Regions from separate parts of the Oryctolagus cuniculus genome. Here region 1 is linked to region 2. Evidence: chromatin contacts called from public Hi-C data. All regions are on one chromosome and are shown on one strand. The core of a region is the stretch at or near the end of the contact, and the rest is flanking DNA. Distances in the headings are between cores, read along the strand shown. Region 1 has its middle 34 kb from the start of HIF1A. Region 2 holds the start of HIF1A (hypoxia inducible factor 1 subunit alpha).

Region 1 (4,286 bases), core at 957-3,456, 34 kb after region 2:
GGCCCAAGGACTTGGGCCATCTTTTACTGCTTTCCCAGGCCATAGCAGAGAGCTGGATCAAAAATGGAGCTCGAACCGGCGCCCATATGGCATGCCGGCACTGCAGGCAGCAGCTTTACCCTTTACACCACAGCACCAGCCTCACAACTGATTTTCAAAGGTGTCTCTTCAAGGACTTGTAACAAGACATTTGGGGGCAGGCTGTGGGAAGGGTGGAACAGGAATCTGAAGGAGACCAAGAAAGAGAAATCCTTTCTGAACTGGTATTGTTCTTACAGGGTGAGGGAGGGGTAGTGTTCAGTGGGAGATAGAGAGGATGAAATGACAGGCTTCAGGCTTAGAGAGAGACGATGGGCTAAAGAGAGAGTCTGACAACAGCTCAGGATACTGGCAAAGGGAGAGAGCATGTGACCCAAATAAACAGAAAATCAAATGATCATACTTTAAATGACAGTAGCATGTCTAGCATTCAAAAGTGATAGCTCACAGAATGAATGGACATGCCAGTTTCTCTATTAGACAAGCTGCCCAAAACCCGAGGCGGGATTTGTGGATAAGGAGTAACTTCTAAAAACTGTGACACAATGGAAAAAATAAAGAAGCCTTGTCCCACCTCACTTAGCACACACAATAATGTTCCTATGTTGAGCACTATCTTTAAGAATATATAGAAAGGGACCAGTGCTGTGGGGTAGTGGATAAAACTGCTGCTGCATGTGACGCCGGCATCCAATTTAGGCTCTGGTTCTGAGACCCGGCTGCTCCACTTCCGATCCAGATCCCTGCTGATGTACCTGTGAAAGTAGCAGAAGATGGCCCAAGTGCTGAGGTCCCTGCACCCACGTGGGAGATCTGGAAGAAATTCCTGCCTCCTGGCTTCCATCTGATATGGATGAAAGATCTCTCTCTTTCTCCCTCTCTCTGTAACTCTGCCTCCAAAGAAAAAATAAATGCATCTTTTTTAAAGAGAAGAAAATAATAATTTATTTTAAAAAAAGAGCACATAGAAAGTTTTTTTTAACCCTGATCTCTGATACCTTGAATTCTATGTTCTCTTCAAGGTGATTGAGCTGCAAAAATTTTACCCCCATGCTTCGCATCACAGCCCCAGAGAAAATGAAAGGGGAAGGAATTAGCTTCCCCTTTCCCCTGCTGCTCAGTCTGCTTCCTGTTTTAGAAACATTAAAATAAGGTATGAGCCACTACTTTCTCTAGAACACATTCTATCTTCCGGTAGGAGAGGGTGTGTGGGTAGATGACCTCTGTTAGAAAGTTTCCTATGTAGATTTCCTATAAACAGTGGGGAAAGATGAAAATGACGTGTATGATAAAATCACTTATACATATATTACGGTGCATTCACATTTTAAAAGAAATCAGCACATCTAAAGAGAAAAAAAAATCCTGACTCAACAAGAAACTGTTGAGGCACAAATGAAATTACCAGTGTAAAAGTGGGCAACTCGAAAAATCTGCACAAGTTCAAGGTCTTTTTTATAAAACCATGGATTTCTTCTTTTTATAAATGGACTGAGTTTTATTTTATTTTTAGCTGACATATAAAAGTTGTGCATATTTTTGGCATGCATGTACCTGTACACCATAAGTGGTAGACAATCAAGGTAAACATTTATCTCTTCCAACATTTAATGTTTCTTTATGGTGAAAATATTCAACACCCTTTCTTCTACTTTGCTTTTGTTTTTTAGAGAAATATATATTATGTGGCCATTACCTATAGTACCCCTACTAGGTTTGTATAATTGTTAGGACTTTCTTGTACTTCGACTTTCTGACAGAGTAGAACTTGTTCAAAGACAGACACTGCTCCTTTCCTACACCTGGCGGTAATGCGGGCGACATGTTCACAAACAGCCTTGGCCTTTGTTCTCTCCCATTCCTTGCTCTTGCAGAGAATGAAAAATTAGGAAAATGCCTTTTCCTCTGGAAATCGACAAGAAGTGATTGGGTTCCCCTTCTCTTAATTGAAAACAAAATACAATTTTAACAATATAAACAAGAATCTAGTCAAGGCTGGCTCATATTTATAACATCCTGTGTGGAACCCTGTCCTGTGTCACTGACACTTAACACACAGAGCAAAGAATGGAGAGGGTGGGTCACTGCTGTGAAATCCTCCTAAGGGCACCTTAATTAAAGCGTTAATGCTACACGCCCAGCAAGCTTAGCATGACTCAGCAAGGTGACTCACTTAACTCTCTCCAGCCCAGGAGTGGGTGAGCATGTCCCAACCACACAACCACACGACCTAGAACAGCGAACAGCAAACCAGACTCATTTACCTGAGCCATGCTCTCAGGTCAGTCCCGTTACTGAACAGTCAGAGAAGCTCACAACCAGGGCAGGATGGATCACTGTTCATCCTCTTCATGACTTTGCACTGTGGTGTTACCTTCTGTCTAACTGAGTGTGTGCCAACCACCTCTAAAAGTGTGCCCAGTTGAATCTCCCCAGACAGACTCTGATCTATATCTTCTGTGTGCATAGGTTTCTCTTTGTTGCATTAGGGATGGATGGACTCATTTCACACACAAAGGAACCCAAAGTATCGTGTTATATTACTTATTTATTTGAGGGGCAGAGAGACAAAGAGAAATACATCCTATAAGAGGGAGAGGGAGAGCATGAGGAAGCCAGCTGATTTACTATCCAAATGCTTGAAACAGCTGGGGCAGGGCCAGGGCCAAAGCTAGGAGCCAGGAACTCAATCCAGGTTTCCCCCTAAGGTGGCAAGAACCCACAAACTTGAGCTGTCACCACTGCCCCCCAGGGTACAGTTAACAGGAAGCTGGAGTCAAGAGTTGGGACTGGTGTTCAAACCCAGGTACTGTGTGATGGGGGCATCTTAACAGGCATTTTAACAGCCAGACTAAATGTCTGATCCTATTTTGGTGTTTTTTTTTTTCCACCAAAACATTTCAGATATTTATTGCTGAACCAACCTACTAGTGCAAAACCTAGAAACAAAGAGAAAGAAAATCATATCTCTAGTAAGACTTGATCAAGCGTCCAGAGAGGGTGAACTTTTCAGGTTGATACAGTGAGATGATAGTAATCTCAATACAGCCCCTGTGCACTTCCTTAGAGGCCTGGCTTGTTCCTTCTCCAACACCTCCTCTTCAACCTGATAATGGTTGCCGGTTTTCATACAAATCCGTTGGGAAATGGGGGACTGTTGCTTTTATTCTCTGGCCAGTAATCTTGAGATCCTGAAAGTCTCATGAGAAGACATGGTGAGGAAAGAAATCGGCCCACTCATACAATGGGGAGAACAGGAGAGCCCCAAAGTCTATATATTTTTTTGTTTCAAAGCTTTTATTTATTTATTTGAGAGGCAGATTTACAGAAAGAGAGAGGGAGAGACAGAGAGAAAGAGAGCAAGATCTTCCATCCTCTGGTTCACTCCCCAGATGGCTGCAATGGCCAGAGTTAGGCCGATCCAAAGGCAGGAGCCAGGAGCTCCCTCCAGGTCCCCAACACAAGTGCAGGGGCCCAGGGACTTGGGCCATCTTCCACTGCTTTCCCAGGCCATCAGCAGGGAGCTGGATTGGAAGTGGAGCAGCCGGGATTAGAACTGGCACCCATATGGGATACCGGTGCCACAGGCAGAGGCTTAGCCTACTGCGTCACAGCACAGGGTGGGGGGCTTCCTCCCCCAGATTATTTTAGATGCAAAAAAGATTCAAGCTTCACCATCACCAGCTACAGCCTCCTTTATCTTTTTTTTTTTGTTGTTGTTGTTCTAATATCTGCATGTGCTTTAGGACCTTCTGAGCATTCTGTTCTGAAAGTGCACTTGCTGTATGTGTAATTTGCTTACTTCGTCATTCTGAAATCATTCATGCATATGGTTCAGACATCCTGTCTGTTCAATATGAACAATGCCAATTTATTTACTGTTATAAATGCACTTCTTTATTCTTCTGGGGGAAAAGGAACATTAAATACAAAAAAAAGCCCTCCTATTTGAGCTGTTCCAACATCTAATAGGATGCCGCTGAAATACCCCAACAATGTTAGGGGATTCCAAAGTCCTCTTTGCTTTCCAGCTTTATTTTTATATGCACATATATATGTTGCTACAGTCCAGAGGAGAAGAACATGTTTTAGTGTCTGACAGCTACACAGTCTCTTCCTGGGAAGATTTTGTTTATTATTTTAAACACTTATTTATTTGAAAGGCAGAGTTACAGAGAGGCAGAGAGTGAGAGGTCTTCGATCTGCTGGTTCACTCCCCAGATGGCCACAACAGCTAGAGCTGGGCT
Region 2 (4,178 bases), core at 5-2,504:
GAAGTTAATCTCTCCCATAAGAGTGGAAGGACTTAACAGTAAAGCCAGCCTACGTTACTACTCCTACTATATAAATCCTCAATTCCTTAAAATAATTTCCTCAACGGTGAAAATACCAAAGTGGAGAAAATAGGGAGGGGGGTACTGTAAATACCACGGGTTCCACCATTCTTAATCTTTCTATAATGTACCCCTCTTACACTTCACGCTGTTCAATAAACTTGCTTTAAGTCCCAACACAATCTGGATATGTGCTGATGGTTTCCTTCAAATATATTAAAATATCAGGAAAACGAGACAGTTCTGAAAAAAAAAAAATCCTCCAACACTTTAGTGTTGCATTTCGTTTGCTCCGGTCATCTACTTCGCTTTTCAACCTCACTGACACTGTCTGCCTAAATCGAAGCCGCCCGTTACATTTTCACCAAGATATTTTCGGGAATGAATGAGGCACGGATTCCTGCTCATCGTCTGGGCTCCCTGGATCCCAAGTCTCCACTTCCCAAGTTCCCGCTACAGCCTGGCGATGTGCCCCCCAATTCCCGTTACTCCGACTCCCAAGTCTGGGCAAGTTTTTCCAGCCGATTAAAACAACAAAACGAAAAACAAAACCTGCACGTGCAAACTAAAAAGTTAGCATCCGAAGGCCGCCGCGGCCAATCCCCCCACCACGGCACAAAGGCAGCGACACCCGCCGCGGCGGGACCGCCGCAAGGGCCAGCCCAGCCGCGGCCGCCGGGGCCCCGCACCCGCCGGCGAGCCGCGGCCAGCGTGCGGGGCGCCCGGCCCGCGCCTTCCCCGCCACCGGGAGGGAGCGGAAGCTCCGGGTGCGAGCGGCGGCGCCGAGCTGCGGGCTCGGCTTCCAGGCTGGGGCGAAGTCCCCTCCGGACGGGGCCGCGCCGCAAGGCTGGGGCTCCGCGGCGGGCGCGGGGGGCGGCGCGAGGACCCCCGCAGCCCCGGCTGGGGGCGGCGGCGGCGGCGGCGTGCAGACCCCCGGCCCCCTGGAAGCACTTTCGAGGCGTCTCCCACCCCCCACGACAAGATGGCGACGTGGACAGCGGGGGAGCCCGGCCGGCGAGGTTGGGGGAAAGAGAGGGGAGGGGAGAGGAGGCAGAAACAACAAAAAAAAAGGCCGGGCGACCCCCGCCCGCCCAGCGACCCACCCCGGGAGCGCCGCGGCCCGGCGGGCGGGCGGGCGGGGAAGGGGCTTACTTTTTCTTGTCGTTCGCGCCGCCGGCGCCCTCCATGGCGATTCGGTCTCCGCGATGCCTTCCCGGCCGGCGGCCCCCAGGCTCGCTCCGGCCTAAGCGCCGGCTCCCTGCACACGCGGAGAGAGCAGAGCAAGTCCGGGTGGGGGCGGCGGCGGGGGAGGGGTGCGAGGCGGGAAGCTCCTCGCAGAGCAGAGCGGGGCGGCGAGCGCGGAGTCCGGCGCGAGCCTCCGCGCAGGCTGCTTGTCACGGCCCGGCCCGACGCGCTGGGCCCACTCGGCAGCGAGGACGGTCCTCGCGTCCCCTCAGACGAGGCGGCTCTGCGCTCGGCGGAGCTGAGGCAGCGGGCAGGGGGCGGGCAAGGGCGGAGGCGCGCCCGGCCGCGCGGGGAGGGGAGGGGCGGGGCGGGAGCGCGCGCCCCCGCCCCTCGCCTGCCCGCCGAGCCCAGCGCGCGCGCGCGCGCCCCCGCAGGCCCGCCTCACCTGAGGGGGAGGCGGGCTGCTCGGGAGCCAATGGCGAGCGACGCAGGCGGCCAGTGCCCACCCCAGCCCACGTCGCTCTCAGCCAATCCGGAGGCGCTCAGCTGAGGCACAGCTGGGACGCGCCGCGGCGCTCACGTGCCCGTCTGTGTGCGGCCGGGGCGGAGAGAAAGGCGTTGGGGGGTGCGTCTGCGCCGGGACTAGGGGGCACCCAGCGCCTGCCGCTGGGGACGGCGGCGGCGGGCTTGCGGGAGGCGCTGCTGAGGGGAGTTGGCGGCTGCCCGGGCCCGAGGTTGCATCACGTTTTCCCGCTCCCGCGCTCCCCTCAGGCGGCGTAGCCGAGTTCCCTGTGGGAAAGCGCAGCCCTGGCGGCTTGGGCGCGAGCCCCCCGGGTCTCCCCGCTCGGACGCGTTGCGGCGCGGCCTTCCTGCCAGGCTGCCCGCGCTCTGCCGCACGGCACGGGGGACCCCGCGGGGCCCCTGAGGCGTTCTGTCGCGAACTTGTTTAAGTTAATGCCAGGGAAAACCTCACAGACCCGTTGTTGCACGCCTCTCTCCGAGGAAGGAAGGTGTGAAGTTACTGTAGAAACGGCTTTCAGAAGCGAGAATATATAAACCTGCATTTCAGGGAGGGTCGGAAAAATGGCTTTAGGCACACTTTTCTTTGTGCTTTCTTAGCGCTTTTGCAAGACGATCTTGCGTGGATTCAGAAGAGTCTCCTTGAGTTGCGTTCGCGGTGTAGACCGAGTCCGGAACCCAGGCTGCCTCCGGGGCATGGGCCAGAGCCCGCCGGGTTGGAAGGAACCGGGCACGACGGTGCTGGCTAGCACTGCCTGTTTGCTGACAGGACTGCGAGTTACGGAACAAAACTTAAGCACTTTTTTGTCTTTAGAACCATACATTTCAAGCCTCTCAAGTCTTTAAAAAAAAAAAAAACATATTTTGAGCTCCACAAAGAGCCACTGCGTATCCCTCCCCGGTGGACATCAGGGTATTTTACTGCACCTTTGCCTGGTTGTCACAGTCTAACTCTGCGCTGGTTGTTGCGTGATGTGGATATCTGCCTGTGGAGGATTTCAAGTGTGTGAATCACCAGCCCGGCTAACACAGCGTCTGACCCTGCTAGGAGAAGCCACTTGAACTGGTCAGTAGACCCATAAGGATTGATGCTAATGCTATTTTTGTTTTTTCAGATTGACAGCACTAAATGCTATGTGTTATCCAGAACAACCATGGGGTATGCCTGGAAAAAAAAATCATAGTTACTTATGATTTCTTTTTTTAAGTAGGGAAAGAATAACTTAAATTACAAATGTTTTAACATTCTGAAAATATGGTGTTGAGAACGCTGGCCTCAGAATCTAGAGTGAGTTTGCATACAGACTCTGACACGGCCTAGCAAATCAGCTAACCTCTGTACCTCAGTTTGCTCATTGTAAGATGGGGATTATAATAGCATATATGCCACAGAACTCCGGACTATTGACACAATACGTGACCAGTAGCTGGTACATAGTGACTGATGATTAGCTTTTAGTATCAGCAATAATCTTGTTGCCGTTATTCTTATCATTACCCCCAAAATTTGTGCCTCCCATAGTAGTGATAACCAGGACTTCTACTGGAGTTTAGCCAGTTTTTGCTATACAAGAAAGCCAATTATGTTCATGTAAATCCAATATATTCTCTGTTTTTCATGATTTTCCCACTCTCCATATGTGGGTGTAGTTGCAGAGATTTTTAATCATTTCCCTTCTCACTATACTTGTAAGCAATTCTCTATGGCCAGTGATGATAGCTACAGTGTATGATGTTTGTGGCCTCAAAATACAAGCATTTTGTAATAACAGATATATCGTTTAAAAACATTTTGATCACTTCAAAAGTTTTAAGCAGAATAATTCTTTCAACAAGACATTTTGAGTGTTCACTGAATTTTCCCCAAAGTTCAAATTCTGTTTCTGAAAGTTTGTGAAATACAACATGTTATGTGTCTGTGTATACCTGTGTAAATATGAGTACAGATAGGAGGATGGAAAGCAGTGATAATCCAACCAACTAGATCACAGAATTATATATGAACCAAATAGTGTGCCCTAATTCAAGCGGTCCTGTTAAATAACAAAGTTCTTAAAAAAGCAAAATCTCCTATGGGAAAATTTAAAATCTGAAATCACCTTCTTTATAGCCACCTATTAACAAATGCATGTACCGAGTAAGTACATCTTCACCAAGTCTTATTTTTATCACTTTCTAATCTAAGTGTCCAAGGTTCATTCTAACTCACTTTGCAGTGCTTTCTACATGGACAGCATACATACAAAGATTATTGGCAAGTGAATCCATTGACCTTTAACCTGTATGTAGTGGAAAATTGAGCATTCAAGAGGAAGCAAAGTAAGCTTGAAATTTGGATTACTACTTCATGATACAGAGCACTGAGCCTTTTAAATGCGAAACGCATCATATGCACGCCATTTAAATGGTTTTAT

Evidence for each region. Hi-C and Micro-C count contacts between places; a contact is called where the count stands out from the background.
Region 1: a Hi-C map of an unstated tissue shows a contact between it and region 2, with 1.4 times the contacts expected there. The contact joins the enhancer-like site here to the promoter of HIF1A in region 2. A contact is called at or near these places in 2 of 6 Hi-C or Micro-C datasets (skin fibroblasts and an unstated tissue).

What each region holds. Positions count from the first base shown.
Region 1 is chr20:8,851,740-8,856,025 of mOryCun1.1, forward strand. No RefSeq gene overlaps it. Among named protein-coding and RNA genes, the nearest start is that of HIF1A, 34 kb to the left of the region's middle. Within about 2 kb of position 2,207, at least 1 of the 8 cell types and tissues checked has an H3K27ac peak or open chromatin away from gene starts, as enhancers often do.
Region 2 is chr20:8,818,304-8,822,481 of mOryCun1.1, forward strand. It overlaps HIF1A (hypoxia inducible factor 1 subunit alpha), which reads right to left and starts at 1,255. Exons shown (of 18, transcript NM_001082782.1): 1 at 1,213-1,255. The coding sequence starts at 1,247.